Regions from separate parts of the Mus musculus genome. Here regions 1, 3 and 4 are each linked to region 2. The links are chromatin contacts, called in public HiChIP or PLAC-seq and promoter capture Hi-C maps. All regions are on one chromosome and are shown on one strand. Each heading gives the region's core, a stretch centred on a gene start, on an enhancer-like site or on the middle of the called end of the contact. The rest is flanking DNA. Distances are from core to core; before and after follow the strand shown. Region 1 holds the start of Zfp655 (zinc finger protein 655). Region 2 holds the start of Gtf3a (general transcription factor III A). Region 3 holds the start of Ptcd1 (pentatricopeptide repeat domain 1). Region 4 holds the start of Slc7a1 (solute carrier family 7 (cationic amino acid transporter, y+ system), member 1).

What was found. Promoter capture Hi-C pulls out the DNA fragments that hold promoters and counts their contacts. HiChIP or PLAC-seq counts read pairs in DNA pulled down with a chosen protein or histone mark.
Region 1: a promoter capture Hi-C map of stem cell-derived epiblast-like cells shows a contact between it and region 2, with 4 times the contacts expected there. The contact joins the promoter of Zfp655 here to the promoter of Gtf3a in region 2. A contact is called at or near these places in 8 of 39 promoter capture datasets (the C10 cell line, cranial neural crest, embryonic stem cells and 5 more) and 1 of 115 datasets of contacts at active chromatin or transcription factors (embryonic forebrain).
Region 3: an H3K27ac HiChIP or PLAC-seq map of embryonic stem cells shows a contact between it and region 2, with 3 times the contacts expected there. The contact joins the promoter of Ptcd1 here to the promoter of Gtf3a in region 2. A contact is called at or near these places in 1 of 39 promoter capture datasets (embryonic stem cells) and 4 of 115 datasets of contacts at active chromatin or transcription factors (astrocytes, embryonic stem cells and stem cell-derived neural progenitor cells).
Region 4: a promoter capture Hi-C map of HPC-7-derived erythroid cells shows a contact between it and region 2, with 4 times the contacts expected there. The contact joins the promoter of Slc7a1 here to the promoter of Gtf3a in region 2. A contact is called at or near these places in 2 of 39 promoter capture datasets (HPC-7-derived erythroid cells and hippocampal neurons).

Annotation. Positions count from the first base shown.
Region 1 is chr5:145,228,953-145,234,654 of GRCm38.p6, reverse strand. Zfp655 (zinc finger protein 655) reads right to left here and starts at 2,913. Exons shown (of 4, transcript NM_028298.4): 1 at 2,824-2,913; 2 at 1,053-1,214. The coding sequence starts at 1,188. It also overlaps Gm6287.
Region 2 is chr5:146,946,888-146,952,201 of GRCm38.p6, reverse strand. It overlaps Gtf3a (general transcription factor III A), which reads right to left and starts at 3,545. Exons shown (of 9, transcript NM_025652.3): 1 at 3,227-3,545; 2 at 1,569-1,669; 3 at 919-1,015; 4 at 240-328. The coding sequence starts at 3,421. It overlaps Mtif3 (mitochondrial translational initiation factor 3), which reads left to right. Exons shown (of 4, transcript NM_001256102.1): 4 at 1-629.
Region 3 is chr5:145,162,672-145,168,356 of GRCm38.p6, reverse strand. It overlaps Ptcd1 (pentatricopeptide repeat domain 1), which reads left to right and starts at 1,253. Exons shown (of 9, transcript NM_133735.2): 1 at 1,253-1,403; 2 at 2,824-3,296. The coding sequence starts at 2,850. It overlaps Cpsf4 (cleavage and polyadenylation specific factor 4), which reads right to left and starts at 1,144. Exons shown (of 8, transcript NM_001291248.1): 1 at 898-1,144. The coding sequence starts at 1,000.
Region 4 is chr5:148,396,289-148,401,813 of GRCm38.p6, reverse strand. It overlaps Slc7a1 (solute carrier family 7 (cationic amino acid transporter, y+ system), member 1), which reads left to right and starts at 1,910. Exons shown (of 13, transcript NM_007513.4): 1 at 1,910-2,085.

The DNA.
Region 1 (5,702 bases), core at 1,664-4,163, 1.7 Mb after region 2:
GATCTCTTTGACTTTAAGGCCAGACTGGCCTAGCAAATTCCAGGACAACCAGGGCTATGCAGAGAGACCCAAACAACACAAAAAAGTTGAAGGATTTGATGATAGGGCCAGGGTCTTCAGCAAACTTCTGACATTTTTCCAGATACCATTTACTATAAACATCATTCTGCCTTCATGTTATTATTGGGCACTATTTCTGCAAGCTATTGTGTGCGGCTTGTAGAAACAAAAACAGTCATGTTTCCTCACAATCCTTTACACCCTCCAACAATGTCCCACACAGTACCCTCCACATAATGGTACTCCATCTGTGTTGCTGACATACAAGTTCCTTCAGGCACTGGTGCTGATCTATAAGAACTACGACATAGTTCTTACATAATAAAACCAGCAGCTAAGTATGATGCTGTATGCCTACATTCCCAATGTAGCTGGGGGGCCGAGACAAGATTCATTCAAATCATGGGCCGCATAGTACTAGGCCAGCCAGGGCTACCTATACATTAGCAGGATCCTATTTCAAGGGGAGGAAACACTTACCTATTTAATATATGTATGTGAATAGATAGTTAATATGATGTAACATCTGTGCATGTAAAGAGACACTGTGTTCAAACAGGAAATTAAATGGTTGCTTTCTTGACCAAAATTGGATTATTCACGAACACTGAAGTTGCAAAAGAATGGCAGGTAGCAAATCACACTAGATCACCAGGAGAGGAGGCAGACTGAAGAGAACCCAGGGAGTCCCCGAGGCCTGCGTTAGGTAAGCTAGTGAGACATGGCAAAAGCAGCCTTTGTTAGAAGTCATTCTGGTTGTGGTGTCTGCAGTGAAGCTCATATTCTCAAGGCCAGAGCAGGGTGATGGGCGGATTACAGACAGGCTAGCTACCCTAACCACAGGGCCCAAGCCAAGGACTCACACCTGCCACGCCCTTCCAGTTCTTCCACTAAGGCCCACCTTCTTATTCAAGACCCTGGCCTCTCTCATGTCAGGCCAGGGCCCCTTACTATTCCCATTCTCCTTGAAGAAAGTGTGGTCTCTGCCTTACCCCCACTGAATCCCTGCTCCATGTCCGTGTCCTGCAGAAACCGAAGCTCTGGGGAAAGACATTCAGACTGGTTCTCCAAAGGCTGGAAGTGGCCCCTGGGTGACTCTGCGGCTTCTTGGGATGTTACCTCCTCCATCCCTGTTCAGGGGACAATGACCATCACTGCAGGGTGAGAGTGAGAAGAACTGCTTAGTAAGTTAAAATGTCCCATAATCTCATATTCTCAGGACTTGGCAAACTATTCTATATATGATAGACTTTGTTAAAAAGACATTTTTTTAAAGCTAGTGTTTCTCTGTGCAACAAAGCCCTGGCTGTCCTGGATGCTCTTTGAAGACCAGGCTGGCCTCAGACTCACAGAGACTTGCCTAAGGGTTGGGATTAAAGACCAGCACCACCACACTCAGCTAAAAGCAGACTTTAAAAAAAAAAAAAAAAAACCAGCCTGAAGGTGGTAGTACAAGCCTTTAATTCCAGCACTGGTGAGGCAGAAGCAGGTAGACACGAGTTTGGAGCTAACCTGATCTACATTCCAAGACAGCCAGTGCCTCAGAAAGAAACCCTGTCTAGAAACCCAGCCCCACTAGATTTTAGTTGTCACAGTCCACAGACTTAAGTTTCTCTAAATGTAATTAAGTAAAGTGCATGGTAATTAGGGCCCAAGAAGGGTTTAAAACCTAAAAAGTTACCAAAATAAACAAAAAGAAAAACACAGAAGCAGGAGATGCCTGTAATTTAAGGGTAGAGTACTTCCTAGTATGCACAAGGCCCTACCTTCAATCCATAACAACCTCCCCCTTCACAAAAAAACAAACATGAGTACCATTCGGTTTCAAAACTTAAAACCCAAACAGGAAGGTGTAAGAATTCGATATTACTCAGACTCTACTGAACAATCCCAAATCTGTGGTTTAAAATATATGTGTGTGTGTGTGTGTGTGTGTGTGTGTATCGCTGGGCGTGTAATCCCAGCTCTCGGAAGATTTAGACAGGAGGTTCAGAAGTTCAAGGTTAGCCTCAAAGCTGTCTTTTAAAAACCCAAACCAAAACAACAACAACAACAACAACAACAAAATAGCTACCATTAAAAGAATTTTTTTCAACACAGTACAACTGCGTAAACCTTTCCATGGAGCGTCCTAAGTAATTTAGAGGCTCAAGCTGAGACCCAGTGAAACACGCCAGATAAGATTACTCATTGTTTTTCTCAAAAGCAGGCCCCTTAGGAATCATGTGGTAAGCGGTAAGGCCGTTCTGCATTACTCAATGGGCCCCGATGAATAATGATACAACTCACTTAGGAGACAGACCCTTAGGGCAGGCTGGTCGAGCCACCTGCGCGCAGCACGAGGGAGGGCTGCGAGGAGCCTGGTGTCCTTCAGATCCAAGGACGAGCCCGGGTTCCGTCCACCGTCCACCGTCCACCGCCCTCCGCCAGGCTCCCGGCCCGTCCGCAGGCCTCGCCCAGAGCCACCCTCCGCCTACCTCTCTCTTGGGCAAAGGTTCGGTCCCCAGAGGGCGAAGCGGGCCACAAGACCGAGCTGCCACCCGGGCCCGGCCACTGGGTTCGCACCACGGGGCCACCCCGGCTCCCCGGGCTCCGCGACGAACCCGGGAAGAGGGGAAAACAGGGCCGCGAGCCCGGCCTTCCGCGCGCCCCAGCTCCGGGAACAGCCGTCAGCCCGCACGCGGCGCCTCCTGCGCGTCCGCCCCGCGGGCCAAACAAGCGGTCGCTCCCACGGCGACGCGACAACGGTTCCCCGGGACTCACCCAGGTGGAGAGGCGGGCCTGGAGACTGTCCCGTCACGGAGGCGCTCCTCGCTCAGCTGCACCAGCCTGTCCGGGGCCACTCTCTCGACTGCCAGAAGGCTGACGCCTTACGTCACTTCCGGCGACGGAAGTCCACGGGAGGGCGGTCCCGGGTGAGGTTCCCGGATGAAGAGCAGGGGTGAGGGTGTCCCGGGTCGAGCTGTCAGCTGACGGACACGGGATGCGGTCTCGTGGGTGGGGTCCGCAGCATCGCTAGATAAGGCCTTAGTTGCTGTTGTGCTTCGCTTTCTCGAGGTCGCACAGCCCTCCCTGCTGATTAGGGCGCATCTTACACCAGGAGGGCGACAGAGGTTGGGAAAGAACTCCCGACTCCTCCCGGGCCGCAAGAGCGTGCAGGAGGATTCCTAAGCAGAAGATGAAATACCACCCTCGTGTCTAATACTGGTTTGGTCCGGCTTTATTTCTCCTAGGAAGTGCCTGACCCCAAATTGCCCACAGAAAGGGACATACTAGGTGTTGCCCTGCCTGGAAGGGACAAACGTTTTCCCCAAGAGGATTCGCCCAAGGTCACCAAGATTTTCCTGTCAGGCCCTACTTTGAGTCCCACCCTTTCCTTCATGTTTGATTCTTTGCCTACCATGAGGTGAGCAACTTCTTCCAACAGGAGTTCTTCGCTGTGTGCAGCTTCACTGTAGACACAAAGGGAGCAAGTTTAACTGAGAACTGTTTGAAACTGTGACACAAAAATCTCTCCTCAAGCTTGATTATCTCAACTATTTTTGCAATAGTAGATGCAAAGCCAAGACTCCCATAATTTTGTTCCCCTGGAAATTAGTGAAGCTCAGAATCTTGTAATTTACAATCTTATAATTATCTAGTATTAGGAACAACTGCTACATAAATCAAATATTTTAAAATACTGCCCAAGGGCTGAAGACGTGGCTCAGTGTTGAAGAGCACTGTTGCACTTCCAGAGTACAAAGGTTCGCTAAGTTCCCAGAACTCAAACTGTGGCTAACAACCCTGTCACTAGGTTCTAGAGGTGGATCTAATGCCCTCTGACCATGGGAGACGCTGACCACCCCAGGTGAACATATATGCATGCAGGCAAAGGATACACATATAAAAAATTATTTGGCTTGGAGAAATGGCTTACCAAGTAAAAGCCCTAACTGTTCTTGCAAAGGACCGGAGCTCAGTTCCTAGTTCCCACGGTGGCTCACAACCAGTGTAACTCCAAATCCAGAGGGTTGGATGGTCTCTCTTGGGCTCCTGTCACACATTTGGCACAGTGCACACATATGCACACACATACACACACAAAATAAAAATAAATCTTAAGGGAAAAAAAAACTGCCCACAACAGGTGTGGTAGCCTATGTGGTGGTCTATACCTGACAGGTGGATCTCTGTGAGTTCCCAGACTAGTCTACATAGTGAGTTCTACACTATCCGGGGCTACATACACCCTGATCAAAAAAAAATTTTTTGAGGATTTATTTATTTTATGTATATGAGTATACTGTAGCTGTCTTCAGACACAGCGGAAGAGGGTGTCAGATCTCATTACAGATGACTATAAACCACCATGTGGTTCCTCGGATTTGAACTCAGGACCTCTGGAAGGGCAGTCAGTGCTCTTAACCACTGAGCCATCTCACCAGACCCCAAAATTTTTTTTAATTAAAAAAAAAAGAAGAAGAAGAAAAGAAAGGAGGAGGAAAGAAGAAAGAAACCAGGGCTCAGGGCTCATAATAGGGTTTTTTAAAATGTCTGTGTGTATCTCAGACAGTGGTGGTGCACATATTTAATCCCAGCACCCTGGAGGCAGGAGGGAGACCTCTGAATTCCAGGACAGCCTGGTCTACAGAGTGAGTTCCAAGACTGTAGAAAGAATTCTGGAATTTTGGTTTCTTTAAACATACAGGGGGAGGGGGGAGGGGGGAGGGTGGTGGGGGTGGGAGAGAGAGAGAGAGATTATAAAAATGTCTTTTCATTTTAATCCCAGGTGTGGGGATATAGGGCTGCTTCAAACTGGTCACAACAGCTGACTGTGGTTTGCCTTGGGCTCTAGCAAAAGCATAGTTTTGCCAGCTGCAGGTAGTTTCTGCAATTGTGAGACATTTGAAATTCTGGCTACTTTCATAGGGTATATAAATGCTAGGGCCCCACTAGGCATGGTTGGTTGTTGGTCACTCAGGTAGGTTGGTTGTGGTTTGTTAGTAGTTGTGCCCAAGGAAGAAACAAGAAGAAAGATAGAGTTCCGTGAATCTAACTTCTCTCTGGCCACCCTATCTTTCTCTCTCGCCTATGGAGTGACAAGGGGTGAAACTGGGGCCAGGGATAAAGAGTGTAAAAAAGAAGAACCCAGCCGCGCAGTGGTGGCGCATGCCTTTAATCCCCAGCACTTGGGAGGCAGAGGCAGATGGATTTCTGAGTTCGAGGCCAGCCTGATCTACAGAGGGAGTTCCAGGACAGCCAGGGCTATACAGAGAAACCCTGTCTCTAAAAAACAAAAATACATACATACATACATACATACATACCATTTAAAAACCAGGGCTGGTGAGATGACTCTGATTAAGAGCACTGACTGCTCTTCCAAAGGACATGAGTTCAAATCCCAACAACCACATGGTGGCTCATAACCATCTGTAATGACATCTGACACCCTCTTCTGGAGTGTCTGAAGACAGCTACAGTGTACTTATATATAATAAAATAAATAAATCTTTTTTAAAAATTATAAAACCAAAACAAAAGTGTGTGTGTGTGTGTGTGTGTGTGTGTGTGTGTGTGTGCGCGCGCGCGCACGTGTATATGCCAGAGGCCGACACTGTCACTAGGCCTTATTTCTCAGGCACTTGCCACTGCCCCAG
Region 2 (5,314 bases), core at 2,296-4,795:
CATCACCCGGACTGTGCAGGGAGACACTGCCCTAGGAGGGAGGCAGGCAGGTAACCTGGCACCCCTGCCCACCTCCTCTTTGTCCCTCTTGAGTACTCAGGAATCCCTCAAAACAAGCAGGGCCTCATTACTCCTGTTCTATAGTAAGAAAAAAAAAAGCCCTCATGACACAGAGCCTTCCTCGGGATCCTGATCTTAGCGTTCTACTCTGAATCCCAGAGCGCTGGCAAAGCACCAACCTGAAGAGCGGCTCGCTGGTGTGCTGGCACTGATGGGTTCTCAGCTGCTGGTGCTTCTTAAAGGCCTTCTTGCAACCCTCATAACTGCACTGTTTAAAAAAAATAAATGCACGGTTTAGTACAGGCAGGGGATCATCAGTTGCTGAAGTCCTTTAAAAGGCAGGAGAGATTGCTCAATGGTTAGGGACACTTGCTTCTCTGGTCCCAGGTTTGGACTGCAGCACCCACGTGGTGCCTCACAACCATCTGACTCCAGTTCCACAGGACCTCACACCCTCTTCTGACCTCCACAGGCACCGAGCACGCATATGGTATATAGATACATATGCAGGCAAAACGCTTGCACATAAAACCTTTTTTAACTAAACAATAAAGTCTCTCTGGATCTGAGTGTCTCGGGGAATATAAACTTTCACCCACTTGGTCTCCATGAAAATCCTTCATCTTAAGAAGCATAAAGAGCAGCGACATTCAGGAAAGCAAAAGCGCTTGTGCCGGGTCGGTCACCAACCGGTCACGTGAATGCGCCCTAAGTCAGTTTGCAAAATGACAACCTGAAAAATGGGGATAGCCCATGCTGGACTTTACATATCCATCGAGAGAAAACCTGGTTCACAAAAACTCAACCTTGGTAGCAAATGTAAAAACGGAAGGTTGAAACACCTAAAGCCATACTCACCACATACTGTTTTTGTGGGTTTCCATGTTTGCGTTCAATGTGTTTCTTCAAGTTTGATTTTGTGTTGAATTTCTGATTACAGCCATCATCTGCACAACTACAAGAGATTAGAGATTGTATGAACCAAAACATAACACCACAGCGGGAGACACTTTAGGGGGCTGGAGAGATGGTTCAATGGTTAACAGCACTGGCTGCTCTTGGAAAGGACCCAGGCTGAGTTCCTGGCACCTTCATGGTGCCCTGTCACCATCTTTAACTCTAATTCCAGGGACTCAGATGCCCTCTTCTGGTCTCCACAAGTACCAAGCATACAGGGGAAGATAAAAAAGAAAGCAGCAGAGGCCATTCCGTGACACAGTCAAGGGACATGGACTGTATATCATCTGAGCACAAAGCTACCACTGTCATAAAGTCACCTGCTCGCCCACGTGTGACAGGAAAGGAAGCCAGTCTGAGCCACAGACAACATTTCTGAGGGTCAGACTCAGGTTGTCAAGTGTGGTGGCAAGCACTTTTACCCGCTAAGCCATTTCACCTGCCAGCCCTCTATTCTTCATCCTAAAAATCACCAGTCACCCTGCCAGGCCTACGTGCCAACCATAACCTACTCCAGTGGCCTGGCCTGGCCTGGCCAACCCCCTACTCACACAAACGGCTTTTCCCCGGTGTGAATCAGGACATGCCGGCTCAGATGGTAGTCTCTGATGAAGGCCTTGCCACAGCCCTCATAGTCGCAAACAAATGGCCTCTAGCAGAAAGGAAGGGGGGAGAAAAGAAAGTTTTTACATTAAAAAAAAAATGATTTCTGTTGGGGAAGGGGGGCATGTTTGCACCACGGCATACACGTGGAGGTCAGAGGACATCTTCCCAGAGTGACTTCTTTCCTTCTACCCTGTGAGGTCCCTAGGTCGGGCTGCAAGTACCCCTCTCACTGAGCCATCTCCTCAGCTCTGTGCTGTTAAAAGTCTGACTTGTGGCAGGCAACACCTCAGATTTCCCTCCAGAGACGTGTCCATTCAGAAAGGTGCCTGCCAAACACAGGCACTGTAGAACCAAGTTCCACATCAAAAACACCCCATCGTCCCACAAGTCACCGTGGCACACAGGCTATTGTTCTATGGATGTCCAGCATCTGATAGGCAGGTTAGCCTGCTCCTATGGGGTGCAGGCTTCCCCAGCAAACCCCTTTTCAAGGTGGCTTTGAACCCAGATAGCCTGTCTGCCCAGATCTCTGCTACAGCATCATTTTACAGCAAAGAGGCAGAGGAAAGGTTGCATCTCATCGCAGGTGACCTGTGTCCATACTAAGAGATAGCAGGCACAGAGACAGTTAAATGTGTCACAACAGCTGAAAAAGCTCACAGGTGCAAAGGCAACCGAAGGAAACAGCTCCCAGCCCCAAACACAATCTCCAAGTGGGACCCTGGAGGTGGGGAAGGGGATGCTGTCATGAATCCACAGTAAAGCTATATCATATCCTAACATCCAGTTCTGTGTTTCCCAACTATGGAAATAATCTGAAATACAGGAAAGGTGGCATCAAGCCTTCAATCACAGCCAGTGGACAGGAAGACACAAGTGAGCCACACTGCTCAGCACGGCGTCAAAGAACCTTGTTCAGATCCAGTCCCAGGGCAGGACCCGTACTAATCAAATTATTGTCGAGTTTGGAACAATAAACACAACTTCAAAGCCACGTGTGGTGGTGCACACCTTTAATACTAGCACTCTGGAGGCAGAGGCAAGTGGATCTTTGAGTTCGAGGCCAGTCAGGTCTACAGAGTGAGTTCAGAGTGAGTTACACAGAGAAACCCCGTCTCAAAAAAACAATGATAATAATGATGATGGTGATGAACCACAACTTTTAAGTGTCCACTAGAAAGCAAGCTCTGCCTCGGACACAGGGACAAAGAAAGGCCAAAATGTGGGAACAGAATGGTCAAAGAGAAACAGGGATAAAGTTACAAAGTATGTTATGAGGGACAACAGTGGGTTGGTAAGTCTGTCAAGAGATAGACCAGGGTACAACCAAATATAAGAACCAGGGTAAAGGGCCAAGCAGGAAGGCTTTTCCTGACCACCTTTACCCACAGCCTTAGTACCCGACCAAAGCCCGCCTGCAATTAAAAGGGTGCACACTTGTTGCTTGCAGGAAATCCTGACATCCTAGAATTCGGTCTTTGCAGAGCGCCTGCCCTGCCCTGCCCTGCCCTGCCCTGCCCTGCCCTGCCCTGCCCTGCCCCAGCCAAGCCCAGGACGCAGCCCCTGCGCCAGGCCCTGCCGTGCACACGGGCGGCCAGGTTACCTCCCCCGTGTGTTTGCATAGGTGCGCGTCTAGCTTCCAGGCTTTGTTGTAACTGGCGCTGCAGTCGGGAAAGGAGCAGATGAACCTGCTGGGCAGCGCGGGGCGCGGCGGCGCGGGGCCCTCACAGGCCCCGACGAACGCATCCGCGATGGTCAGCGACGACACCGCTTCCGCGACTGACACCCGCGGCTCCAGGGCGACACGATCGGGCCCGGGCTGACGCGGGGCAGCCACGTGCCGTCCCCGGGAACGCGGGACGCAAGCCACTGGCGCCCGGAGACTTTGAACTTCCGGGAACGCGGCCCGCTAAGGCTCCAGGCCCCGCCCCTTAGCCCCCCCCCCACGCGCGCCACGACTGCGCATGCTCCCAGAGGCCGTAGAGCCCGGTTGCACATGCGCATCCAGGACTCGTCCACGGCGAGAGGCAGCCAGGCTCTGGGCTCTGGTTTCGCGGCTTAGGGAAACGGAAGCGCTGCTTAAACGTCCCAAATATCAACCTGACATGACTTAAGGTGGCCTGTTTTTCACATTCCAGTTTTGCCCTCTGCATCCTGCCACTAGCCTCAGGACATGGTGAATCCCAAGCTTGTCTGCTCCTTCGAGTCACGTGGAATTTTTTTTCAAAATTCCGAAGCCCAGAACTTAACCAGGACCAATTAAACCTTAATTTCTGACAGCAATTGTGCTGGTGTTTTGTCAACTTTCCTTTTGTATCACTGAGTCCTCTAGTGTTTGACGCTGTTTTCAGTTGTGGGATTTCCTCTTTCCCTTATCTTGATTTAATCTCCGTAATGGCAGAGACTGGAAAATACCCTATTCGAATCCTCCCTGGCAAAGTGTAGTGCATCAATGAAGGGCAGAACCGATCTTTCTGCTAGTTGGATGACGACAACCATGGGAAATCTTAAAGCTTGTTTGTTTGTTTGTTTGTTTGTTTGGTTTTGGTTTTTCGAGACAGGGTTTCTCTGTATAGCCCTGGCTGACCTGGACTTCACTTTGTAGACCAGGCTGGCCTCGAACTCAGAAATCCGCCTGCCTCTGCCTCCCGAGTGCTGGGATTAAAGGCGTGCGCCACCACACCCAGCTTTTTTTTTTTTTTTTTTTTTTTTTTAATGAATATCTTTACTGAAGAAGGTTAAAATGTACTTTATTCCAGTCAAACTAATCTACAAGAAAAAGGATTGAATGGAGGGCGGTCTCAACACTGTTGACAGGTCATTCTCTGTGCGGCCCTGTTGGGATCTCATGCTCACGGCCCCCTCTGCTCCTTGTAGTCATGCCCCATGCGCATGTGCAGATTGCTGGCCGGCTCTTCCTTCCTTCCAGTCCCTCTTCCCCTTTCTCACTCTCTTGTCTGCTCTACCCCATCAGCGGACACTCTTCTTTCAGCTCCAGTCTTCTGTCTCTCCTTTTCCCTGAAGATGAGCTTCTAGAAGATTCTGAGATCCCACCCCTGTGACCATTGTTTTCCAAGGATTTTGGTCTCAGTCAAGCAGCCTGGACTTCTTCATCTTCTTTTTCTCCTCCTGCTTGATAACCCTGGTTAGACAATATGGGACCCAGCCAGGATTCAGGTTCTTTCCAGACCCTAACATACCAGTTTCGGGAATGGGGAGTGTGTTTGGGGGAGGGGGGCAGATTGTGAGTCATGAACATGGACAGAACTAGCCCAGTAGTGGTAGTGCATGGCTTTAACCCCACACAGGAGGCAGAAACAGGTGGATCTCTGAATTCAAAGCCAGCTTGCTCTTACAGAGTGAGTTCCAGGACATCCAAGGCTACACAGAGAACCCCTATCTCAAAAAAAATAAAACAAACAAAACAAATAAACATAAGCCATAGCTAGAACTGTTGCATCTCTATTCCAGCTAGTGAAGTTCATTTATTAGCCTTCATCCAAAGTGGCTGGAGATCTTTTTCACTCCTGAATGCTGAACCCAACATGGTTTGCAGGGTGGGTGAGAGCTATGATCCCATCAGAACAGGGCTATTCAAGGAGACTTCACTTCATCCTCAACTTCATGAAGAGCATTCTGCTACTCGGGGTTATTCTTCCCACAAACAATTCCAGATTGCATCCTGTCTCTG
Region 3 (5,685 bases), core at 4-2,503, 1.8 Mb after region 2:
TTCTGTGTTTTTTAAAGAAACCCAAATCTTTACTTCAAGTGCACACTTGCCTCCACAGGTTTGTGGATCTATTGCCCCACACAAATGTTCCATGGTCTCAAGGCAGTGCCATCAAATTGAGTAAAAACCTAGTGCTTAAAAGGCTAGCCTGATCTATAGAGTGAGTTTCAGGACAGCCAGGGCTATACAGAGAAACTCTGTCTCGAAAAACAACAACAACAAAGAGTAGACATATGTGCAAGGACGACCTGGCCAAAGAGGACAGTTCTGTCTGAATTGAAGCAGCTCCCCCAAACGGAAGATATATCCCACCAGAACAGGAAAACCATCTCATCACATGAAGAGGGACAGTAAATATAGCTCGGTCTAAAGGTTCGCTGGGGGCCTGAGTTGGGACAGGTGACCCGGAGGTGGGGTAGTGAGGAAAACGGACAATTCCAGGACAGGGAAGGATTTCCCAGGAGCTAGACTAAAGCAAGCCTGGAATATGAGGGTCTACTTGGAGTCTTCGACAGTCAGATACACTCAGACTCTTCTACCGCCTAGTTCTGATGAAAGTAGAGAGGAGCACGCTAAGAGGTGGAAATGGGGGACATTCTAAGACTTTGCTGAAGTTGGAGCAGGATGGGAGAAGGCAGTTCCACTTCAGGATGACACGCGTTCACTGGAGAATTACGCGAACAACCGACACAGTCCTGCTGTCCCGAGGATTGCCACGGAGCAGTCCCCGGGGATCAAGGATCCAAGGAAAGGTCTCCCCGAGTTCAAGTGACACCGGGAAGTCCCAGGACGGAAGCGGAGGAACTAGGCGAGGGTCCCGGGTTCCAGGGCCCAGGGCTGGGGTAACCTCTGGTCAGAATCAGACTCGCCCACCCACCCGCCGGGCCCCGCACTCACTATCCATGCCGGGGAAGGGCAGCGGCTGCGCCCCGAGCTGCTGCTCCACGGCGATCTCCAAGTCGAACTTGATGTGATCTACGCTGGCGATTATTTCCTGCATGGCGGCGGCGGCGGCCTCGGGCCCAGCTCCCCCTCAGGTCTCTCAGCCGCTCTCCGCAACTCACGCTACCTCTCCCCGTCCCCTTCTCGCTTGCCGCCACCGCCGCCGCCGCAGCCGCCGCCCCGCGAGGGATGCCGGGAGCGCTGGAGCCCGCGCCGGCCCTTTTTTCCCATCCAGACTCAGCCAACGGAGCTCAGAGTCCGGCCACTCCTTCAGGCCTGACTAGCCGCCGACCGATCGCCTGTTTCTTTCGGTTCTGTATCTTACACAAGAGGCGGCGACGCAAGTGCGCCTGCGCGGGATCTCCGTAGTCTGTGCTGAGGGCAGGAACGCTGTCTCTGGAGCCGCGGTCCCTCGACTCTGAGGACGTCTCACTAGGGGCTCGCCGCTTAGAACGCTCAGAGTGAGTTTCTGTTCAACCCTCATAGGAAACCCGGAAGCCGGGTGGAAATTGGACCTGAGGGACTTTGTCCAAGCTCAGATGCGAAAACGGAGGATCTAAAGGCCTGGGGAGAGGAAGCAAGGGGCGACCTAGGGTCCCAGGTCTCTCTGTGGGTGTAGCTCTAATGCAGACGTTTAAAAGTCGGGTAAGGGGGCAGGAGGTGTGGCTCAGTTGGTAAAGTGCTTGCCCCACCACCGCATAAGCCGGTAGTGTTAGTACAGACTTGTAATCCCACTAACTGGCAAGTGGAGGCAGAAGGGTCAGAAGCTCAAGACCAGACTGCATTACATGAGACCCTGGAGAGCGAGTCAACCTAGTAGAGCTAAGCCTCAAAATACCGTCATACCTCTTTTCCCTGTTATTATGTCTTGTTTTTGTTGTTGTTTGTTTGTTTTGTTTTTTTATTAAAGGGCTTCAAAGTAAGCAGGCCCAGCACAGCCTAATAAAAATAGAATGCGAGGGTGAGAGGGTGTAGCTCTGTGAGAGGGAGCATGTGCATATATGTGCCTTCCACACCACTCGAGTGCAGATTAGGGAAAAGCTTGTACCACAAGTCCTTCCAAGTATGTTCAGGAATCAAGCTCAGGTCACCGAGCTCTGCAGTAAGCACCTTTATCTGCTGAGACCCTCTTGAGCCTCTTGTTGTTGTTGTCGAGACTGGGGATCTCTAGGTAGCCCTGAGTAGCGTGGACTCACAGTTGTAGACCAGACTGGCATTGAACTCATAGAAATTCTCCTGCCTCTGTCTCCCTGGTGCAGGGCCTAAAGGCATGGCCCATCACGACTTACTCTTACTTTTTAAAGACAATCTCATGAAGCCCAGGCTGGTCTTGAAGTTGACATTATAGCTGAGGGTGACCCTGAATTTCTGACTCTTTTCTACCCAGCTGAGATAGTAAGTTTGACTGATCTCCCACTCCCCACCCTGCACAGAGCCAGGTCTTCCTAACTCAGAGCCTACCCTCTGAGTAAACTTGTCTCTCTTTTCTGACTCTTTTTAAAAAAGATTTGTTTGTTTATTTATTTATTTATTTAATGTATGTGAGTACACTATAGTTGTACAGATGGCTGTGAGCCTTCATGTGGTTGTTGGGAATTGAAATTTTTTAGGACCTCTGCTCGCTCTGGTAGGCCCTGCTTGCACCAGTAGGCCCCCTCACTCCAGCCCAAAGATTTATTTATTATTATATGTAAGTACACTGTCGCTGACTTTAGATGTACCAGAAGAGGGGGTCAGATCTCATTATGGGTGAGCCACCATGTGGTTGCTGGGATTTGAACTCAGGACCTTCGGAGAGCACGCTGAGCCATCTCGCCAGCCCTTCCTTTCTGACTTTTTATATGGCGTCTGATGCGGTTTCCTTATTTTTCTTGATTTCAGGCTGCAGGGGCTCGAGGCAGCCAGCGATGGACCTCCTAAGACTCTCCCGGCTCTTTTCCGGTCCCCGCCCCATAGGACTGTCTGTCCTTCAACACCTGGATCTTGTTGGATCAACCCGATGGACAGGAGGCAGGGAGGGACCTGCACGGCTGAGAGCTGCCTTCTGCGGCTCCTCCTCCCCGCTGCCCCTGGGCAGCGGGAACCAGAAGGAAATGAGCAGCCTCTGCTCTGACTCCAGTAAGCTCAGCACTGTGGCTCCCCAGGAGGAGGCAGAGGAAGAGAGCTTCGGGAGCCTCTCTGGCAAATTCTCCTCCCGGAGGATATTCCACAAGTCAACGGCCCAGCTCTACAACCTGCAGCTCAAGGAACAGGGTGGTGAGGAGGAAGAACTGGAGCCCAGACCGTGGCGGGGCCGGAGGAACACTCAGTACTGGTACTTCTTTCAGTGCAAACGTCTGATCAAGGAAGGAAAGGTCTGAGAGTGTGCTGTGATTTCATCTTGTGTCCCTGGCCCTTTAAGAATTCTTAGCTGGGAGAACCCTATGACCTTCAGTGTTGGATGCCCCTTGGATTTCTGGGAACGGGATAGGAAATGTATATAAAGCCGGGGGTGGGGACTAGCAGAGTGAGAAGGCAGTTAGTGAAGACACTGTCAGACAGTGGAGCCAGGAGGAGCTGAGCTGAGCTGAGCTGAGCTGAGCTGAGCTGAGCTGAGCTGAGCTGAGCTGAGCTGAGCAGATAGGCTAGCACAGTTGCTATGGCTTGGAGCTGCTAGCATTGGGGAAACTACTGGGAAGGGAATGTTTAAGCAGACTGTTGGGGAACTGAGGGAGGAAGAGGCTGGGCTGGAAACTGAGCGGAGGGCAGGCAGGGAGTTAAGAGAACTGGTAAACAGGTAGGCATTTTACATGAGAACCTTGGGGTTTTCCTTCTGCTGGGTTGGCATTTTATGTGGGGCAGTGCAGCCTTCTCAGCTGTTGAAGCTGGGGTGTTCATTACTCAGTCCTTGGATCTCTGTTATTGCTGTCTGGGTGCAAGTGTGAGTGTGTGTGCCACGGTGCACATGTGGAGCCCAGAGGACGACGTATAGAGCTGGCTTTTCCTTTCCACCTTCATGCACAGCCCAGGGATCGAACTCTGGTCACTTGCGCTGCAGGCGCCTCTCTCTGCTGAACCATATTGCTAGCCCCTTACCTATCTTTAACTCAGTACATGGAGGTAATCCCGTTAGTCTTCTTGTCCGTATCACATTTCCTGGGCTCATGACTTATTCTTCTCTTAACAGTTTGACCTCTAAACTGTTGCCAGCTCTAACTAATTTTCATTCTTTCAAGGCTGTCTTGCTGGGTAGCCCTGGCTGATTGGCACTCACTTTGTAGCTCAGGACAGCCTAAAACATTCACCCTTCCTGTCTCCCCTTCTTGAGTGCTGGGATTACCAGTACCCCGCTTATTTTATTGTTTTATACCTTTTTCACAATCTTAACTGTGTAGCCCTGGCTAAACTGGAATTCACTATGTAGCCCAGGCTGGCCTGGAACTCACAGAGAGGCCACTGACTCACAAGTACTGGGATTACAGACACATAGTAGTGGATCTAGCTTATTTTATTTGTTTGGTTTTTATTATTTTTTTGGTGTAGGATCTCTGTCTCTGCATTCTTGGCTGTCCTAGAACTCATTATATAGGCCAAGCTGGCTTTGAATTCAGAGATCTACCTGCCTCTGCTGGGATTAAAGGCATAAACTACTATACCCGGTTTATTTGTTATTTTTAAAATACTTTTTAAACTTTATTTTTGTCTTTTTTCTTGGATAAGGTATCTCTGGGTAGCCCTGGCTGTCCTGGAATTCACCTTGTAGACTAGGTTGGCCTCAAACTCAAAGACCCACCTGTCTCTGCCTTCTGAGTGCTAGGATGAAGTGAGTTTCTGCCCCACTCTATCCCACCTAGCTCATAAATAAAGGACAGAGAGACCTGGTATTTTTAAAAATATTTTTATTCTTATTTATTTATATGTCTATCTGTGTATGTATGTAATATGTCCATGTGCCTGAAGTTAGGAGCATCCTTTGGAGTTAGCTGCCTGATGTGCATGCTGGGAATTGAACTCGGGTCATCTGCAAGAATAGCACATGTCCTTAATCACTGAGCCGTCTCTTCAGCCCGAAACCTGGCATTTTTATTAACCAGCTGCAAGCCTAAACTGCCGGGCAGGTTCTGAGACTATTATAACCCAACTTGTCTATTTATAACCAGATAAATCCCCCATTACTTGCCACCTGAGTCTTGCTTTGTTGCATGTGTGTCCCCAGGGCCTGCTACTGGTGCTCATGGTCCATTCCACCTCATGGTGACCTTCACCTTCACTCTCCTCTCCTTTTCCTTGTGGTCCGTACCTTAGACTCCTCTACTCAATGTGAAGTCCCACCTCCCTCTTTGCTGCCCAGTCACAGGTACTCGCCTTTTGTTATCCAATCAGAGACCTTTGGGGGCATTCTTCACAGCACATTGGTCAATACAATGCCCAAGTCACACTGCAACCTGATCTTAGAGCACAGAGCTCAGCATCTGAATACACAGTGCACAGGACCAACCCCAACACTGTTTTTCCATAGACGTGAGATCGTTACATCCCCCGAAGCTGGAGTTATACGTGGCTATGAGCAGCCTGACAAGGGTGCTGGAAATAGAACTTGGGACTTCTGGAAGCTTCTGTGCTCTTAGTTGATGCCATCCCTCCAACCCCCTTGCTTCATTTTGTAGCTAGAGTCTTATGTATCCTAGGCTGGCTTTGAAGGATAGCCCGGAGCCTTTGACTCTTCTGCTTCCACCTCCCTGGTGCTGGGAGCACAGGTGTGCA
Region 4 (5,525 bases), core at 661-3,160, 1.5 Mb before region 2:
AGTTCCATGAGAGCCAGGGCTGCATAGTGAGATCCTGTCTCAAAAAAAAAAAAACAAAAACAAAAACAAAAACAAAAACAAAGCAAAACAAAAGCAGTAAAGCTGAAGTTGGTCTTCTAGATAGGAATGAGCTGAAGAAAGCAGGTAGAAGTTACTGTCTCTGCATAGTAGAGGCAGGGAGAAGGGACAATAGAGAAAAAGCTGCCTAATATCTGGTTGATCCAGCTTGCTCTTTTTGGTTAAGGGTTTATGCACAGAGAATCATTACATAAACTGGTCATCGCTAATTTCCTAATTTCTTGAGAGGTCAGTTTAGCTTCAGCTTATTGGTGTGGGATTTTATTACCCGTGACTCCGTTTTTTGATTTTCAGCTTGTTTGACGGGACCTGTATCACACCAAAATCCCAGACGAGGACAGGGCAAGCAGTTTTTAAGAGAACGTAAATTTTCATAAGCAGTAGTGTGCCGATTTGTGGAGGACACACAGTGAATAGCGTTCGAATTCGGAGTCAGATACTCATCTGGTGCTGAAGGCAAAGCTGGTGGGCGCTGAAAGATGGGAGGTTTCCCTCTGTGAGAAGGGGGCACCTGGTAAAGATTCAGGAGACCTCCCTACTAGATTGGCAGGAATCAGTTCATCACCGCATGATTGACACTTACTTCTGTTGGCTGTTGGAAAACAAAGCATGTTTGATGCCTTGTTATTATCACAAACGCTGTTAGAAGTGCTTTAATGTTATCTTACAAGTGTTAGAAGTGCTTTAGTGCTATCCACCTCCCTCTACGTATTCATTAAGACTTTTTGGCTGGGCAATATAAATTAATACATCGTTAGTTTAATTCTATGGGAGTATCAACAGCTGTGGCTGACAATGAATCCCTTTACTGATAAGGCACACTTGAGAACACACATAGCATCCACCTTCTCTTTTCTCTTTTTCTTTTCTTTTCCTTTCTTTTCTCTCTTTCTTCCTTTCTTTCTTTCTTTCTTTCTTTCTTTCTTTCTTTCTTTCTTTCTTCTTTCCTTCCTTCCTTCCTCTCTCTCTCTCTCTCTCTCTCTCTCTCTCTCTCTCTCTCTCTCTCTCTCTCTCTCTCTTTTTTTAACAGGATTTCTCTGTATAGCCCTGGCTGTCCTGAAACTCACTCTGTAGACCAGGCTGGCCTCAAACTCAGAAATCCACCTGCCTCTGCCTCCCAAGTGCTGGGACTAAAGGTGTGTGCCACCACTGCCGGGCTTCGATATAATTCTTTATAAAAACTTTTATCTTATGCATATTTATGGTTTACCTGTGTATGTCTGTGCATCACATTCAAGACTTACAGATTAGTTGTGAGCCCCCATGTGGGGAGTCAGAACTGGGTCCTCTGAAAGGGTTGTCAGTGTTAACCGCTGAGCCATCCCTCAGCCCTATAGACTGTAGTTCTCGATTTTGGAGCAGAGATCAGAAGGAACCCTGAAGACTAGATTTGGGTACTAAACTTGGGGAGAGTCCCGCGGGTGTGAACTGCCTGAACTGTTCTGTTGGCTATGTGGAGGAACTACCTTGTATCAAAGGGAGGCTTGCAGGTTCTGGGGCCCTTCCTGACCAAGGCGGAGGCTAAGGCGTTAGCTAGGGCACAGCCGTAAAGTAGTCCAATGTCAAAAGAAGATTTACAACTAAGTCCAAAAAAAAAAAAAGTCTTTAAAATGTGTCTTACATCCAGTTTGGAGCAAGAAACCTGGTCGTCAGCTGTCCGTGGCTCCCCAGGAGGGGGCTCGCACCCCTCAGCCTGTGCCATCAGCTCTGACTCAAGCTCAGTTGCGGCTGCGGAGGACCAAGGGCGCGCGCGGGAGGCGCCCAAACCGGCGGGGAAGCCCGGTCTCGGGTGTCCCCGCCCACAGGGGCGCGGCCGCGCGGCGCTGTCATTGGTGCCCTGGAAGCTGACGCGCAGCACTGGCCGTGGCCGTGGGGCCCGCGGAGGGCGGCGCGCGGCTGATGAAACCGGCTCGGATTCCGCCCGCGTGCGCCATCCCCTCAGCTAGCAGGTGTGAGAGGCTTTCTACCCGCGGTCTCCACACAGCTCAACATCTTGCCGCCTCCTCCGTGAGTACGCGATCCTTGTGATTGCCCAGGAAGCTCTGAAAGCCTGAGTCACCTCGGTGTGCGTGTGTGTCTGTGTGTGTGGCCTCGGGTGGCGTTTCAGGCAGGGCGAGGGTTCTTCTTATCCTCTCCATCTCCGGGGGATGGGTGCGTGGGGCGGGCACCAGTGTTCCGGTCGCCTCCTCCGAGTCCATCTTGGTCCTTTGCAGGCGCGGCGTGGTGCATGATGCAACAGCGGGAGGGAGTGAACACGGGCGACCCGGGTGACGCCCGCCACGCGTGGCGCCGTGTGTAGGCTCCACGTGGGCGCGGGGACCCATCTACGCAGGCTGCCCCGGGTGGCATCCGGAGTCACGGCAGTCTGGGAGACCTTCCCTTACATGGCGCGGTGCGCGGCACCCCGCCCCGCCACGCGGTCCCGGGCAGTGTCGTCAGCCGAGCCGCGCGCAGGATGGACTCTTGTCAGGTCTCGCAGGCATGACCCGAGACCTGAGATTCCTGTCCTCCGGGTCGCCTCATAGTCTCCAGAGGTCCCTTTGGAGGGACTCCCTCTTGGGTGGGTTTTCCTTGTGACCCGATTCGGCCTGCACAGACTGTTCTTCCAGATGGTGTGGAGTGGGAGGAAGTTCTTCCGGCTCCGTAGACAACCTGTGCTCCGTGTGTTTCTGTCCAGTGGAAGACTTCCTGGGCACGATCAGGTCACCAGCCAAGGGTGTCCGCAGAGCAGTCCAGTGTCGCTCGCTCCAGCCCACTGCTGTGTGGACTTGTGTGTTAAGATAGCCAGACATGTGCTGGGATAGGCAGACATGTGCTGGGATAGGCAGACATGTGCTGTCAGGAAAACAAAACAAACTAAAAAACTACATTTCCCAGCACCCACAGTTATACTCTCACGTGCAGGAGGACAGGGTTTCAACCATAGGTGTATTTCTTCTAAAGGTGAGTAAACTTTCACTAGAATCCGGAGCGTTATCTTCTGCGTTATCTTTTGGTTGACTGTCTTAGCTGTCATGGAGTCAGCTGGTAATTGGGATTTTTGTAACATTTCTTGCCCTTCATGTGTGGTTAAGATAATAGGAAACCTCGACACAGTCATCCCCCTGGTATTTTTAGTTGGTCTCAATGGAAATTATTATTTTGACTAGAGCACACCCTTCTGCCACTAAAACAAAAGGGCGTGACTCACGAGATCAGAATAGACATTTAGAGGGGGAAAGTCACCCCATGAATTGAAACAGCTCTGAAAAGTTTAGCGTTTTGAGATCATGTTTTACTTAAGGGTGAAATTTAGAGGGTATATAAGGGAGGGTGGGGGGGGGTGAATAAACCAAAGGAACTAGTTAAGTAGAGATAAGAGATACCCCAGTGGCTAGGGCTGAATCTCACAGCCCCAGGGCTCTTTCTTGGCCCATAATTACAGGTTTTAGATTATTATTATTATTTTTTAAAGGTATGAAGACAAGCTGGCTCCCTTCGGGATTTCTCTTCTAAGACACATGGTCATTATTATATTTGGTAGATCAGTTTCTCCCCACCCCCACCTCACCCTGTGCTCCACCCACAACCCAGCTTCACAACCAGCCTCAAACTTGCTACTTTGCAAAAGATGACCTTGATCCTTTTGCCTCCCACTGTGTCCCTGGGATTACAGGCATTTGCGCGGATCCCAGTTCATGCAGAGCTGGAGAGCGTACCCAGGGGTCTCCTGCACACTCAGCTGCAGGTTTGCACAGTGGGCACCTGACAGGCCGGGTTATTTTTTCTCAGGCCCCAGGACACTTTTTTTTTTTTTGGGGGGATGTAATTAAATGCATTTATTGCTGTTTAAGCCTGCATTCTTTTCATTAGACCCGCCCGGCAGAAATAAGTAACTACATACATGGTCGCATTATGCTCAGGAAATTATGCCTTTCTCCAGAGTTAGAAGTATTTACTAATCCTAGGGAGGAGTATGAAGAAGGAAGACATGGTTAGGGGAAGAAATACCCGGTAACCTGGTGCTTGTCTGGATATCTGTGCCATGTTACCTACAGGCATCTCCTGAAATGTCTTGGTATTTCATCTGGTTCTTAGTCATCACTCCAGGCAGGACCTATAGATAAGACCTTAGAGCGGTGGCTCTCAACCTTTCTAGTGCTGCAACCCTTTAATACAGTTCCTCTTGCTGTGGTCACCGCCAACCATAAAATGATTTCGTTACTACTGCACAAGTGTAATTTTTGCCACTGTTATGAATCATAATGTAAATATATGATATGCAGGGTATCTGATATGGGACCCCTGTGAAAGGGTTGTTTACTCCCCAAAGGGTTGGGAAACCACTGCCCTAGTGTTTTCTTCATAGTTGGCCCCTTGGGGGTGGGGTGGGGCTGGGGACATAGGGAGTGGGTATTTGAGATTCGTGTGTGTGCTTGGGATTAATACCAGGGCCTCTCACATGCAAAACATATGCTAGGGACTGTGTCCCCTGGCCCACTGCCTGGATACATTTTAACAATCCATCCAGTAAGATTGGCTAGGGTTTCTATGTGAGGAGAGAGCAAGATGCTGTACTGAGGGAAAGGGGTAGGCTGGTCAAGAATCCTGTTGGGTGGAAGAGGGACATTCACGCTATTCATTTATATCTAGTCTAAAGGTTTACTTTTATTTATGTGGATGTGTCTGTGTGGATATTTGTCACGTGTGTGGGTACCCCTAAAAGCCAGAGAGTGTTGAATCCCTCGGAGCTTGGGTTACAAGCGGTTGTTGACGTCTGATATGGGTGCTGCTTATAAACTTGGGTCCTCTGGAGGAACAATAGTCTCTCTTAAATGCTGAGCCATCTTTCCAGTCCCGGGAGAAAAAGATTTTGGCAGACACAAAATAAAATGGCTAGTATATTCTCTCTCATTCATTCATTCATTCATTCATTCAAAGACTTGCTGTATAGACCAAACATGAGATCCTGCTGGCTCAGCCTCCAGAATGCTGGGGTTATATGTACACACTACCATGCCTGTCACTGCAAATAACCTTTCAAAAATTTCATTTATTTAGAGACACCGTCTCAGTGTTTAGCTCTTAGCTTCCCTGGCTGGGACTCACTATCTAGGCCAGGCTTGCTTGGAATTCACAGAGATTTACCTGCCTCTGCCTCCCAGGTACTGAGATTCAAGGTGTGCACCACCATGCCTGGCTTCATGTTTATTTAAAATTTTTACATATGTGTATGTATGTGTGTGTGTGTATATATATATATATATATATATATATATATATATATATATATATACACATACATATACATATATATATATATATCTTTCTCTGTATGTGCACCATATATATTCACTGCCCCCAGAGACCAGAAGAGGGTGTCTGATCCCTTGGAACTGGAGTTACAGATAGCTGTGAGCCCCCATGTGGATGCTGGAAACCAACATCAGGTCCTCCTTAAGTGTTCT